3 separate regions of the Mus musculus genome follow, and all the other regions are linked to region 1. Evidence: chromatin contacts called from public HiChIP or PLAC-seq and promoter capture Hi-C data. All regions are on one chromosome and are shown on one strand. The core of a region is the stretch at or near the end of the contact, and the rest is flanking DNA. Distances in the headings are between cores, read along the strand shown. Region 1 holds the start of Fam174c (family with sequence similarity 174, member C). Region 2 holds the start of Polrmt (polymerase (RNA) mitochondrial (DNA directed)). Region 3 holds the start of Onecut3 (one cut domain, family member 3).

Evidence for each region. Promoter capture Hi-C pulls out the DNA fragments that hold promoters and counts their contacts. HiChIP or PLAC-seq counts read pairs in DNA pulled down with a chosen protein or histone mark.
Region 2: a contact with region 1 is called in a promoter capture Hi-C map of erythroid cells, with 3 times the contacts expected there. The contact joins the promoter of Polrmt here to the promoter of Fam174c in region 1. A contact is called at or near these places in 2 of 39 promoter capture datasets (erythroid cells and neural stem cells) and 1 of 9 other capture datasets (adipose tissue).
Region 3: an HNF4G HiChIP or PLAC-seq map of pancreatic cancer cells shows a contact between it and region 1. The contact joins the promoter of Onecut3 here to the promoter of Fam174c in region 1. A contact is called at or near these places in 1 of 39 promoter capture datasets (fetal liver) and 2 of 115 datasets of contacts at active chromatin or transcription factors (memory CD8 T cells and pancreatic cancer cells).

What each region holds. Positions count from the first base shown.
Region 1 is chr10:80,170,020-80,174,846 of GRCm38.p6, forward strand. It overlaps Fam174c (family with sequence similarity 174, member C), which reads left to right and starts at 2,925. Exons shown (of 3, transcript NM_027207.2): 1 at 2,925-3,155; 2 at 4,190-4,306; 3 at 4,798-4,827. The coding sequence starts at 2,947. The coding sequence ends at 4,798. It overlaps Cirbp (cold inducible RNA binding protein), which reads left to right. Exons shown (of 7, transcript NM_007705.3): 3 at 1-103; 4 at 183-321; 5 at 406-487; 6 at 675-745; 7 at 963-1,636. The coding sequence ends at 979.
Region 2 is chr10:79,744,216-79,749,042 of GRCm38.p6, forward strand. It overlaps Polrmt (polymerase (RNA) mitochondrial (DNA directed)), which reads right to left and starts at 2,366. Exons shown (of 21, transcript NM_172551.3): 1 at 2,250-2,366; 2 at 1,459-1,557. The coding sequence starts at 2,337.
Region 3 is chr10:80,492,368-80,497,194 of GRCm38.p6, forward strand. Onecut3 (one cut domain, family member 3) reads left to right here and starts at 2,539. Exons shown (of 2, transcript NM_139226.3): 1 at 2,539-3,823. The coding sequence starts at 2,641.

The DNA.
Region 1 (4,827 bases), core at 1,675-4,174:
GGTGGTAAAGGACAGGGAGACCCAGCGATCCCGAGGCTTTGGGTTTGTCACCTTTGAAAATATCGATGACGCTAAGGACGCCATGATGGCTATGAATGGGAAGGTGAGGATCAGGTCAGCCAATTTACCTTGGATAGGTCTGGTGTGGAATCGGGTACAGTGACCCTAACTTTCTCCTGCAGTCTGTGGACGGGCGGCAGATCAGAGTTGACCAGGCTGGCAAGTCTTCTGACAACCGGTCCCGAGGATACCGGGGTGGCTCTGCTGGAGGCCGGGGCTTTTTCCGTGGGGGACGAAGCCGGGGCCGAGGGTTCTCCAGAGGTGAGTGCTGGGGTGCCTTGGCAGCTGGTGGTGGCACTGCAGCAGGAGTAGGGACTCCCTGACTCTGTTCTCGATCATCTACAGGAGGAGGAGACCGGGGCTATGGAGGTGGCCGCTTTGAGTCCCGGAGTGGGGGTTATGGAGGCTCCAGAGACTACTATGCCAGGTGAGCCAGATGGGAGCCTTGGGGAGGCTCAGCCTCGGTGGTGGCAGCTGGGCCTGGGAGGAGGGTGCACCAGGGGAAGGGCAGACTAGTGTAGGTGGTTTGGTTTTGTTCTCTACTGAGAACCAACTCTTGCCAACTATACCTGGTACGGGGCTGAGCCTGGGTGTCCATGTGTGTCCTTCCACAGCCGGAGTCAGGGTGGCAGCTATGGTTATCGGAGCTCGGGAGGGTCCTACAGAGACAGCTATGACAGTTATGGTAAGTCTAGCTCCAAGGATGCCATCTGAGTGGCTGCGGTTGGGCTCGGTGAACCCTTGTGTCCTCAGAGCATCTTAAGCCGCTCAGCCTTGGGCGCAGCTACCAGGCCTGCCGTACAGGTCAGGGCACCAGGTGCATGAAACCCTGTGCCACCTCCCACGCGCGCGGGCGGAGCACAAGCTCCAGTGACTTTACACTGTCCCGCTTCTGTCCTCAGCTACACACAACGAGTAAAAGCCCTCCGCGTCCAGATCGTCCTTCCATGGCTGTAATTAAGATGGGGGAGCTTCGCTGATCGTTGTGTAGTGAGCACCTTGTTCCCACTTTTGTAGTCCTTTCCGTTCTGACCCGTCAGCAGCCTGCTTCTGACCCAAGATGGCCTCGTGACTAGACCTGTTTTTAAGGAAGCGCTGTCTGTTTTTAAGTATTCTTAAAAACGTTTTGGAAAGCACTTCAGATTTTACTGTTTACCATGAGCCATGGGTTTTTGTTTTTTCTAAATTGTCGGGTTGTGTGGGTTTTGGTTACTCGTTTTTGTTTTTTCAGGTTTTTTGGTTGTGGCTTTTCTTTTTTTTTCTTTTTTTGTGTGGTCGCCCCTGAAGTCTGGCGCCCCACCCCTCCTGAGATGGAATGGACTCGATTTGAGCAAGCCATGGCCCTCCAGCTCCCCAGCCCGGCTGCGGAGTTGCAGCAGGTCCTGCCCATCGGGCACATGTCTCAAGCCCATGGGGAGCATAGCAGTCCGGGAGGCTGTGGAAATGTTTATTTATATTGTCCTTTTTTACCGAAGACATGCATACTCCATCGATGTTGTATTCACAGTGGCTGAGGAATTCTTGTACGCAGTTTCTTTGGCTTCACGAAGCCGATTAAAAGACCGTGTGAAATGAATCTCGCTCTGACCATTTCCCTTTCATTGCCGACACTGAGCTGCGGCTCCGTGGCCAGCAGAGCAGCTAGGAAGGCAGGGCAGTGCGGGAGGCAACAAGCAGCCAAGTGGGGACGGGAGTGGGCAGTGCTGAGGGGCTGCAGGGCGGCAGAGGCCTCGCCCAGTACAGGGCCGGGTGCAGGCAGGGCCAGCGAGGCTGCCTAGCGGCTGCGCCCCGCCAGTTCCAGGCATTCTCTGCTAGCCTCCGAAGCCGCAGCCCTCGGGGGACAGACGCGAGCCACAGACCCTCCGAGACTCGCCCGCTGCTCCCCCGCTAGCTCTGCAGCTGGCCTGTGCCTCGAGGTAACACTTTCGCTCGCGCTCGTGTCGCATCCCTCCGGTTTATAGCTCACTTGGACAGAAACTTAGACTTGGGGTTGACATTTGCTTCCTGGAAGTCTGAGTCAAACTGGTGGTACCTCCCGCCAGTATAACGCGGCCGGCCAGAGCTACCGGGCGCCCTGCCTTTCTGGGCATGTTTTTGGTCCTTGCTTGACAGGCTTTAGACCTGCGCTGCTGCCTTTAGTTTTTGCCCAGAGTCCGTGAAGCTGTTGAGCAGGACAGAGCCCGGCTCTGCTCGAGGCGGGCTGCAAAAGGGCGCTGACGCCCTGGGCATGGCCACCTTGGGACGAACCACTTGGGCGCCGTGAGGGTGGGAGGTGGGAGGGCAGGCGCTGCAGGCCCACAGGGATGCCAAGAGTCACGCGCCTTTGTTTGGCAGGATGAAGGGGAGCCAACCTGAGCCATGGGAGGATGGCTGACTCTGGGTCCTAGAGGGTTCCACAGGATCTGGAGCCATAGACTGCACACAGTTTGCCCGGTGAGTGCCCGAGGTCAAGGCCTGGGGTCCTTGGACACTCCGGGTGCTCAGAGGGTTGAGGGATCCCCCACCCCTAGAAGCTGGACTGGACTTTCCCTGATTGATCTCTTCTCTTCTTTTCCAGGCAATTCCTGAGCTAGCACCTGGCTCGTGGGCGATGCAGGCTTCTGTGGAAAAGATAAAGAAGCTGGGCTGGCGTGGTCGCTGGGACAGAATGTTGTGGGGGCGGGGGGGGGGGGGTTGGGTTGCCTGAATAAAGGGCTGTGACCCAGAACCCCCGACTCTGTGGCTTGGGTCTGAGACGTGGCAGGGATAGGGGTGACTAGGGCGCAGCGGGTAAGAGTCTTAGTGTCCACCCATCTCCATAATAAGGCGCTAAGATGAACAACCCTAGGATTGCGCAGGGCATTGTGGGCGGGGCGGGGCTGTGTGCACTTCCGCCTCAGCTCCGGCATGGCACTACGCATGCTGCTGCTGCTGCTGCTCCTCTGGTGTAGCAACCCTGGTTCCGCTGAAAACTCCAGCCTGCCGGGCCCACCTTATAACCACACAAACGGGAGGCTCCCGGACAGGGACACGGGCTCCGCGGTGCTCCGCTTGTTCTACGTAATCACTGGGCTCTGCGGCCTGATCTCGCTTTACTTCCTCATCCGGGCTTTTAGGTGCGTTAGCGCGGCCAATCAGCATCTAGTGAGTCAGGGGGAGGAGGAAATGGGCGGGAGGGCACGTGATTCAGGCTGCCGACTGGGTTTTTTTGTTTGTTTGTTTTTTTTTTTTTTTTTGGTTTTTCGAGACAGGGTTTCTCTGTATAGCCCTGGCTGTCCTGGAACTCACTCTGTAGAGTAGACCAGGCTGGCCTCGAACTCAGAAATCCGCCTGCCTCTGCCTCCCAAGTGCTAGGATTAAAGGCGTGCGCTACCACCGCCCGGCCGACTGGTTCTTATTCTTGTCTCTTTAATTGTGATTTTAAGGCTGACGAGGTGGGCAGCGACCGCAGTATGGCCATCCTCCTAACTCAGCCTCTCTGGTGGTGTGGTGACAGGGGTGGGAAAAAACGTGCTGTACTGCAAAAACTGCAGAAATTCTTTCCTTGGCTGAGGCTCATAAAAGTTTTGCCTAACACCTGCAAAATGCTGTGTGCTGATACATGTCTGTCATCTCAACACTTGGAACTGGAGGCAGGATGATCAGAAGTTAAGGGTCAGCCTGTGTTGCAATACACTGAATCAAAGAAAAAAGAAACCAGCCTTTCATCTTCCATTTTTTTCTTAGCTGCTATGACAGTGCCTTGTGCTTTAATTAGGAAGCTGTGGCTGGCAATCCAACCCAATAGTATCCATGCCTCTACCTCCGTGGTTTTCACTATGCCAAGAGTTGCTCTTATAGTTTGGGTTTTGTTTTTTTGTTTTTGTTTTTTGGTTTTTTTTTCGAGACAGGGTTTCTCTGTATAGCCCTGGCTGTCCTGGAACTCACTTTGTAGACCAGGCTGGCCTTGAACTCAGAAATCCGCCTGCCTCTGCCTCCCGAGTGCTGGGATTAAAGGCGTGCGCCTCCACGCCTGGAGCACTTGTAGTTCTTATGACAAAGGATTCACATCTGGCAAGTGCTTTGGGGGTGGAGGGAAGCATTGCGTGGGTACCCTGGACTTGGTGTCACCCGTGCTGAAGTTGTTTCTGAGGGTGTTTCTGTCCTGCAGACTCAAGAAGTCACAGCGAAGGAGGTATGGGCTCCTGACCAACACGGAGGAGCATGAAGAGATGGCCTCTCAGGACAGCGAGGAAGAGACTGTCTTTGAAACCAGGAATCTGAGATGGTAGGAAGGACTTCATCACTGAGACAAACTAGCAAGGGACAATGTCTCTAAAAGGGCTCAGGGTCTATCTCAGAGCTAGAATCCCCCAGTGAGGGGCTGGGAGTGTGCCAAGAAGGTGGAGTGTCAATAGGGGTTTTGGAAGCTCTAATGGAAACAGATGTTGGAGGAAAGTGCCACACAGGGAATGTGGTACCACAGAGGGTAGAGCAGAACTGCAATGAGAACAAAGGTGGCTTCCTCAGGGTTCTGAGCAGAGTTGAGTGTCCTGTCCTGGTGATGGCTGCTATAGAGCCAAGACCACAATAGGCACTAGATCTGGCTTTCCAAGGGCCCTGGACACCAACTTTATCATCTTCTGTGGTCTCTTCTCCCTACCCTGGTGGACCTGCAAGGGACATCACCTTCTACAGGCTGGGCTGGGCTGGGTTGGAAGGAGGCCCAACCAGTCCCATCCTTCAATACCATATCTTGTCCTGTTCCTTCCCTTGCAGATGTTGAGATGGAGATGACAGGCTGCAAGG
Region 2 (4,827 bases), core at 1,116-3,615, 430 kb before region 1:
CCAGCTGCTTGTCTCCCCTCCCGGTACTCCAGTCCCTGGCCCAAGGTCAGTGTGAGGCAGGGGCCTGGCTCACAGGTGTACAAAACGAAAGTTGGGAGGAGTGCAGTGCATGCGAGAGGATCAGAGTTCTGGGGAGATCCTGCCTCAGTGAACATCTCGTGGCACTCAGGGCACATCAGAGGCAGAGGACACATCTGTGTGAGGCCACCTGCAAAGCAAACAGGTGGCAGACGGGGACACCGACTTCTTTCTGAAGGGACCCAAGAGACAAAAGGGTGCAAAAAGGCCCTGGGGCAGAACTGGTTGGTCTGTCAGGAGTAGAAGAGTTACATAGCTGCTGTAAGCTCCATGGCCCACAAAGCACTGCCTTCTGTCCCTGACAGAAAGGAGCCTCATAAGAGGGAGCAGGCGCCACACACTAAGTCTGCAGATCCCTCTGCCCAAATGACAGATTCCAGCATGACATACCCTGGAACGTGAGTCAGGAAGCAGTTGCTGCTAAGGGTAGACAGGAGCCACAGTTAGACCATTGTCTTTACCTCCTAACCCACCCTCTAAGCGTCTCCACCTTCTGCAGCTGCCATGCAGACCTGACATAGGATCAGGAGGGAAATCTGGACATCCCGTCTACTAGACTTGGTAGTAAAACACTTAAAATTGGGTTCCAAAGTCAGTGGTCGTGCATGCCTTTATTTTGTTTTATTTTTGTTTGTTTGGTTTTTTTTTTTTTTTTTTTTTTTTTGGTTTTTTCTTTTTTTCAAGACAGGGTTTCTCTGTGTAGCCCTGGCTGTCCTGGAACTCATTTTGTAGACCAGGCTGGCCTCGAACTCAGAAATCCGCCTGCCTCTGCCTCCAGAGTGCTGGGATCAAAGGCGTGCGCCACCATACCCGGCTCATGCACACCTTTAATCCCAGCACTCCAGGGGCAGAGGCAGGCAGACCTGAGTTCAAGGCCAGCCTGGTCTACAAAGCAGCCAGGACTTCCTACACAGAGAAACCCTGTCTCGAAAAACCAAGAAAGAAAAAAGAGAGAAAGAGAGAAGGGAGGAATGAGGAGAGAAAGAAAGAAAGAGGAAGGAAGGAAGGAAGACAGACAGGCAGGCCTGGCAGACAGGCTGGATTCCAGCTGCACCTCGACTCTGCAGGACTAAAACTGGAGACTTCTATGTCAGCATTCCAACAATGCAAATCCGGTATTGTTCAGGTGTATTTGGGGCCTCCACTGTCTTCCTAGAAGTGAGAGCCCCAGGTGGGAATCTGGAACTCAGGGAATGGAATTACAGCAGCTCCCAGAACCAGCACAAGAGGACCCACAGGACCACAGACAGGCCAGCCAGACAACACTGCTCAGTGGACTCTGGACCCCATTTTACATACTCCCTTGGAGTGGTCAGGTACAACGCAGAGCACACTCCCTCAAGGCTTCACTGTGGAGAAGGACTTAGGACACCAACTTACCTTCCAGCAGTTCAGCATGGCCCCACTCCCTCAGGACATGTTGCTCACGGGGACTGGCAGCGGAGCTCCTTCTTGAGCTGCAGAAGCCACCAAAAGTCCCTAGAAAGAGACATGAAGAATAAGAACACAGAAACCATCCTATCAAGTGGACACCGTGGCATGCACACTTATTACCCCAGGTCTCTGGAGGCTGAGGTGGGAGGGTCTCCAATTGGATTCCAGCCTGGGCTACAAAGGAAGTTCTAGGTTAAGCTAGTGTGAGTTCCTGCCTCAAACTTACGTCATGCCCAGAAAGAAATGGATCAAAAGACAAGGACTGCCAGGCATGGGATCTCAGAACTCAGGAGGTTGAAGCAGTAGGACCTGAGTTCAAATAAAGCATCCAGCATGAACCACATGGAAACACCATGGCTCAAAAAAAAAAAAAAAAAAAAAAAAAAAACACGCCCCGCCCACAAATAAATCCAGACCCAGAAAAAGACCAACTTCAAGGGCAGAACAGGCCAAAGCTATAAGGATCGGGGTGCAGGATCCAGCAAGAAGTACTCCTAACTAAAAGTAGCCAAAGGTCAATGCCAATATCCGTAAGTCCCCAACAGTGGGTCAGAGACATGGAAAAGCGAGCAACAATCAAAAGTCAAAGTGCCCTGCGGACCTAGAGAGACGTTGCCAACTAGTGCCCAGCTAAATGGGTCCCCAGAAACTCCTCCATAGGTCAAAGAACAAAGGTTGAAGGTGACCGGGATCCTAAGGAAGGGAAGATTATAGTCCTGGATCCGACACTCCTTTACCTTCCTCCGAAGGCGGGCGGTGGGGCCCAGGGGAGCGCAGAACCCGGCCAAGCCCGGCTGCGCTTCGGGTCCACCGGAGCGCCGACATGCCGCCTGCTGCCCGCAGTGCGCACGCGCACGCGCCGCCTGCAGGGAGCTGTAGTTCTGCGACTGCCGGAAGCGCTCTTAGGGTCTGTCCTGTGAGAGGAGTCGAAGGAGAACTACAACTCCCAAGAGGCAGCGGGCAGCGTGGCGGCAAGAGAGCATGCGCAGAAATACTCTTCTGATTCGTTCTTTTCATATCCAAGTTCCCTCTTTAGTTTTTATATTTTTTTGTTCTTTGATTGACTGGTTTCTGCTTTATTTTATTTGTTCATATATATGTGCGTAACATTTACATATGTGTATATATTATGTACTATATGCACATTTTTGGCACAAAGTCTCACTATTTAACCATGAATGTCCTGGAATTTAACAGGATTCCCTTGAACTCAACAGATATCCTCCTTATACTCCTGCTCTGCCACCCAGTACTGGGACTATAGTCGTGCGCCACCACGCCCAGTCCCTACCCTATTTGTTTCTCCTCCTCTTCCTCCTCCTCCTCTCTGCCTCTCTCTGTCTCTGTCTCTCTGTATGTATATGTGTTTGTGCAAATGGAATCAGGGCCGTAGAAAGATGGAAAAGACGTGTAAATAGTACCACATCGCGATTTCATTCATCCATCCATCCATTCATTCATTCACATTCACAGAGTCCCATGTAGCTCATGTTAGCTTCCAATTTACATGTATGAGAACTAATCTGGAAAGCCTGACCTTGCTGTCTTCTCCTTCCCAGTGTTGGACTAAGGGATCTATCTACACGTAGCCCAGGTTGGTTTCAAACTTCTAATGTGGCCAAAGATGACAGTGAATTCCTGATCCTCCTGCCTCCTAGCTCAGGAAGTGCCGGATGACAGATATGTGCTATCACGCACCAGCATTTTATATTTGAGACAGAATCTCACTAAATTTTCCAGGCTAATTCTGTAGCTCAGACAGTACCCTCCTGAGAAGACAGGACCTGGGCTCATTTTCTCAGTACTAGGGCTTCTACTGTCTGGAGCGCATCAGTGAGAGCTTTGGGTTTATAATCCCAGCCCTCTGGAGGTAAAGGCAGGCGGATTCAAATTTAAGCACATAAAATGCACATAAAACCTTGTCTCAATCAGGCAGTCGGGCAAGCAAACGGACAGATAAACAGACACACACACAAACTCAGAGCTGGGTGTGGTGGCACACACCGTTTTTGCTTTTGTTTTTGTTTTTTTAAAGATTTATTTATTTTATGTATCTGAGTACACTATCTCTGTCTACCAGAAGAGGGCATTGAATTCCATTACAGATGGTTGTGAGCCACCATGTGGTTGCTGGGAAATGAACTCAGGACCACTGGAAGGTCAGTCAGTGCTCTTAACCCCAGGTGGCACACACCTTTAATCCCAGCACTTGGGAGGCAGAGGCAGGCAGATTTCTGAGTTCTAGGCCGGCCTGGTCTACAGAGTGAGTTCCAGGACAGCCAGGGGCTACGCAGAGAAACCCTGTCTCGAAAACAAACAAACAAACAAACCCCAATTAAATAAATAAATATCCTAAAGTCTAGTTGGAGCTGGAGAGATGGCTAATTGGTTTAAAGCATTAGCTGTTCTTCCAGAGGACCCATTCAATTCCCAGCATACACACAGCAGATCAGAATGTAACTCCAGTTCTAGGGAATCCAACACCCTCACACAGACATATATGCAGACAAACTACCTATGCACATAAGATAAAAATAAACTATTAAGAGAGAGACAGAGAAGGAGAGAGGGGGAGGAGGAGAGGGAGCGAAGGAGAGCAAGCAATGTGGTTAACCCTGATTCTCAGTCTTCACACTTCAACTGTGAAGGTTCAGAGAACTCCAGGAAGTGACCCAACTGCACGGGACACTCAGAAAGATGTGTGGGAAAGCCCATGTTTCCTTAAACTTCAATGGAAAATCCACGCTGTGGTTCAACATCATGTTCCCACTCATCCTGGCCTCCACAGGACAGGCAGACAGAACAGAGCAAGAAGAGTGAGCCAGATAGAGACGTGTTGTCAGGTGTAGACAGTCAGATCGTGCCCATGCGGGGCTCAGGGAGGACAGCCCTGGGAACTCCAGCCAGCTGTTATGTGAAAGACTAGCATGACGACAGGGACAGAGGTAGGGAGAAATGCCAGCCAGTGCAAAGGCCCTGGGGCATGAGAAGAGCAGCCAAGCCTCTAGAGAAGCCTCCAGGACAGGACTCATGGGACTTCCTCTGATTAAACTCAGGCTGCCACCTGCACTCAAGTTGAGGATCAGACCTGGGGCCGCCCCTCCATTATACAGTTCAAGCTGCCCAAGCAGGCGGGGCCTTAATGATGTCACTGGCTGGGAATGATTTCAGCATTGGGCACTGCCCTCTGCAACTAGCTCAGATCATTCCCCAGGATACCCGAGGCAGAGTGACCTCAATCCTGACTTCCTCTTGGGGTCACCTTCCTGGTCCCCAAGGATGAAGCAGGAGGACCTATAACTCCAAGACAGCTCA
Region 3 (4,827 bases), core at 1,289-3,788, 320 kb after region 1:
CCTAGGGACCCCTAGGTTTTTACTCCATCTCTCAGTGGGACCGCAGACCTCGTGGAGATCCAGCTCTTCATGCCCAGAAGACTCAAGCACAGGCTGCACATGCCGGGAGAAGCCCTGTCTAAGTCTGGACAGTCTGCAAGGGAGTGTGTGGCACCTGAGGTTGCTCTTGTTCAAGAGAAAAGGGAGTCCCCTCATCTCAAAGCCCCCAGCTTCCTCTCTTTTTCTTCAAAATGGATTCTCCGCTCATGGGGGAGGGGGGCTATAGATATCATTTGAAACAAAAAAAATGAAGGCAGGGGACTGCATCATCCCAACCCTCTGCCCAGGAATCCCGGGGTGGCTGGTATTTGAAAGGGTTTATGGTCATCTTTTGTTTTTCTGTTTTTAAACACCCAGTCAACCCCTGTAGCTCTTTGCTTTCTAGAGCTCTGAATGCTATCGGTTGACGGTGGTGGATTGATTTCCACACCCCACGATTATTTTTAATTATCTGTGATGTTGTAGGATAGACTTGGGGACTGCAGACTTGACTCTGATCCTGGCCATAGCAACTGTCCCCAGCTCTTTGTCACTGGGGAGGAAACCCCAGTGGTGCAACAGACACTCTGTGTGCCTCAGTTCCTCTATCTGGAAGATGGCTGTGGCCCCAAATTGTCCAGGCTCCCCAAATCAGAAGACCCCAAGGCTTCTGCCCCTTGGGGGAGATGGATGGGTAAAAGTACCCACTCCTGCAAGCTTCACCCTAATGGCCCCCTCTGCAGTCTTTACTCCCCACTATCCCCACCCCCACCCCCAACCAGGAGACCAAGATGGCAACAGGCAAGAAGTGATAGGCTCTGGATCTCTTCCCTCTCTAGGACTGTTAAACAGCTGGAGCTTAATAAATGCTGACTTGTTCACATTGAAACAGTCCCTTCAGCCCTGTCCACCCAAGGATTTGGGAGAGGGACCTCTGTGTACCCCCCCCCTTAATGGCTCATATACAATGCCACTCACTTTCCTCCAAGATCCTCTTCTCTGGGGGGGGGGGGGCAGCATGAAAGGGGAAAATGAGGAACAGAAAAGGATCTGTGCAGCCCCGGGCATGGACCACCACGCCTGTCACACAGCCAGTGCACTGTGGACATCAGATTCTTGGTTTGCTTTGTTTCCAGCCTGATAGCCCAAGCCATTGGTGGGGGCATCCCTTGAGTGAGCGTCAGAGCCCATGGGTGACTCAAGCTCCAGAACAAATGCCAATAACCCTCCCTGGCAGTGAGCAGGGCAAGGGAGGCAGGGGCTGAGGCTGAGTGAAGACACCCTCCTAACACAAGGTCCCCCCAGAGTCTGGCATGGCCACCCTGGTAATCGGTAATCTCTTCTCCACAAACCCAAGGGGTCTTGTTCCCAGGTGCTTTGTGCCTGTAGGGTGCCATCCATGTACCCCTTCTGTCCCCCTTCACTGTCTGCAGGTGGGAAAGGGAGAGAGAGAGAGAGAGAGAGAGAGAGAGAGAGAGAGAGAGAGAGAGAGAGAGAGAGAGATCCTAGGCTAGCTATCTCAGTCTGAAAAAAAAAAAAAAACCCCAAACCCAAGCTGGTCTAGAGATGACCAGTCTCAGACAAGACATCCTTAGACCCCAGAGATATTGGGGACAGGAAGTAGCCAATTACACGGGACTTAGGAGGAATTTTCCCCTCTCTCTTCCCCCCCTCTCTGTCATCTTTTCCATGTGTAGCCCTGACTGTCCTTGAATCCAGTTCTGTAGACCAGGCTGACCTTGAACTCAGAAATCCACCTGCCTCTGCCTCCCAAGTGCCGAGATTAAAGGCATGTGCCACTACACCGGACCTTGGAGGAATTTATGTTTGCTTTGATGCAAAGACTCACTATAAAGCCCTTGCCTGACTGGAACTTGCTACATAGACCAGGCTAGCCTCCAAATTAACGATCCACCTGCCTCTGTCTTCCCAATCCTGGGCCTAAAAACCACTAAAGTCCCTGTTAAGAAAGATTTCTGCAGGGCAATTACATTGCACAATTGAAGAAACAGAGGCCCAAATGCCCAAATGCCTGCTTTTCCTTGTGCTTGAGGCCAATGTGTGATTGTTCTGGGGACCTACTAATAGCCCCACTTCATCCCAAAAGAGGTTTTGAAATCTTTGTGTGCATACGGGGAAAACAGCCCATCTTTCTGAGAGTGTCAACAGAGTTGGGGGGCGTTTGTAGCCACACTTCAGGAACTGGGGGCGGGTAGGGGCAGAAGGGGGAATGTACAGGACAGAGAATCAAAGACGCTGATATGAGAACACACACACACACTCACTCACACTCACACAGAGCCAGGACTAGCGGTCCCCCACCCCAATCCCTCAGGTTCTTCTCAGGGCAAGGAGAATGGGGAGACCCAAGAAGCCAGCCTGGTGCTCCAAGGGGTTTGGCGGGTGCAGGCGGAGCGATGGGCGGGGGCGCTGACGTCAGACCCGGGCCGGGGCGCCGGCGGCGGCCGCCCCGCCACATCCTGGTGGCCGCTGCTCGCAGCAGCCGAAGCCGAGCGAGAGCACTGAACAAGCGGGACAGTAGCAGCCGCCGCCACCAGGAGCGTCGGCCAGTGCGTGGGGACCATGCTGCGGCCTTGAGCACACACGAAGAGGACACCCAGGATGGAGTTGAGCTTGGAGAGCCTCGGGGGGCTGCACGGGGTGACACACGCGCAAGCCGGCGAGCTGCTGAGCCCGGGCCACGCGCGCTCCGCCGCGGCCCAACACCGAAGCCTAGTGGCATCGGGGCGCCCAGGCCTGGTGGCCGGCATGGCTAGCCTGCTGGACGGTGGTGGCGCCGGGGGCGGGGGCGCCGGGGGCGCGGGGGCTGCAGGGGCCGCGGGTGGTGGCCCTGACTTCCGTGGGGAGCTGGCTGGCCCCCTGCACCCGGCCATGGGTATGGCGTGCGAGGCCCCAGGTTTGGGTGGCACCTACACCACGCTCACGCCCTTGCAGCACCTGCCGCCGCTGGCCGCCGTGGCCGATAAGTTCCACCAGCACGCGGTGGCTGGGGCGCACGGAGGCCATCCACACGCTCACCCTCACCCGGCCACCGCGCCGCCACCGCCCCCTCCGCAGCGCCTGGCGGCCAGCGTGAGCGGCAGCTTCACCCTCATGCGCGACGAGCGGGCGGCGCTGGCCTCGGTGGGCCACCTCTACGGGCCTTATGGCAAGGAGCTGCCCACCATGGGGTCGCCACTGTCGCCGCTGCCCAGCGCGCTGCCCCCCGCTCTGCACAGCGCCCCGCAGCCGCCGCCGCCGCCACCGCTCGCCGCTTACGGGGCTCCGGGCCACCTGGCCGGGGACAAACTACTGCCACCTGCCGCCTTCGAGCCACACGCGGCGCTTCTGGGGCGCGCAGAGGACGCGCTGGCCCGAGGGCTGCCTGGAGGCGGCGGCGGCGCGGGAGGCGGCGGGGCGGCCGGCGGGGCGGCCGCGGGTTTGCTGGCTCCGCTGGGCGGGCTGGCTGCGGCCGGGGCGCACGGGCCTCACTCAGGCGGCGGTGGCCCCGGAGGGGGCGGTGGCGCTGGCGGCGGCAGCGGCGGCCCGGGAGCCGGCGCTGCAGCCGAAGAGATCAACACCAAAGAGGTGGCCCAGCGCATCACCGCCGAGCTGAAGCGCTACAGCATCCCGCAGGCCATCTTCGCGCAGCGCATCCTGTGCCGCTCGCAGGGCACGCTCTCCGACCTGCTGCGCAACCCGAAGCCCTGGAGCAAGCTCAAATCCGGCCGCGAGACCTTCCGCAGGATGTGGAAGTGGCTGCAGGAGCCGGAGTTCCAGCGCATGTCGGCGCTGCGCCTGGCAGGTAGGGACAAGGGCCCCTGAGGCTCGATCCTGGGGGACATGGTTGGCACAGGATGAAGGACCTTGGCTAGTGCGTCCTGCCAGCCTAGAGGGGGGAAACTGTAGCCTCTGAGGCTGACCCGGGGTCTGCATCGCCGAGTGTCACTAATAGAAAGAGGGCAAATACAATTATTGTTTCCGTCCCTATTCTTTTAGGGACTGTGTAGGGTGTCTAGTGTCTTTGAGGCTGATGTAGACATAGGGTGCTAAACTAAAACAGCCCTCGCGTGGCTCCGTGTGTGCGCGTGTATGCGCGCGTCTGTAGCACGTTCCTTGGGTTCACGATCCCCTGCGATCAGAGGTGCCACTCCCCTCGTCCCCAAACATCCTGCAAGAGGGACCAAAGGCGCCCTCTCTCCACCCAGTCACAAAGCTCTAGGTGCTGACTAGACTCAGCCAAGGCCTGGCCACCGCTCTGCCCCCAGCCCCAGCACCACCACCACCACCGAGCTCTCTTCCTATGCAGCTCAGCCTCTGCCGACGATCGATCCGCTAGTCCCCCATCCCTCCCCCCTCTGGCCGTTGGCAAAGGTCATTTGAGATTGGGGGAGGGGCAGCCCTTGGGACCCTGGGCTCAGTGGCATCCACCAGAGGCCTTCACACCCCCCCCCCCCCGTGGCTCCCAGGGCCTCACTCCCTCCTGTTTTCCTGTCCCCCCTTTCTACTTCTCTCCACGGGGACAAATTGCTGTCCCTCTCTTCGAGCTGCCTCTTCGGTACCCAGTCCAGTCTCTCTTTATTCTTTTCTTCTCTTGCGCCTTGCCTGAGTCTCTCCCACACACAGAAGCATGCGAGCCAGCCCCTGGGGGACCCGTTGTCTCCTCCTTTGGTCTAACCTGTCCCCTCCCACCCCAGCGAGGAATGTGGGGGTGTGCCATAGACCCTACATCCTCCGTGATTGGGAAGGGGTGTCAGGAGGCCGGTGGTCTGGGCAGAGCGTTTTTTCTATGGCGTAGTGGGGAGGGGG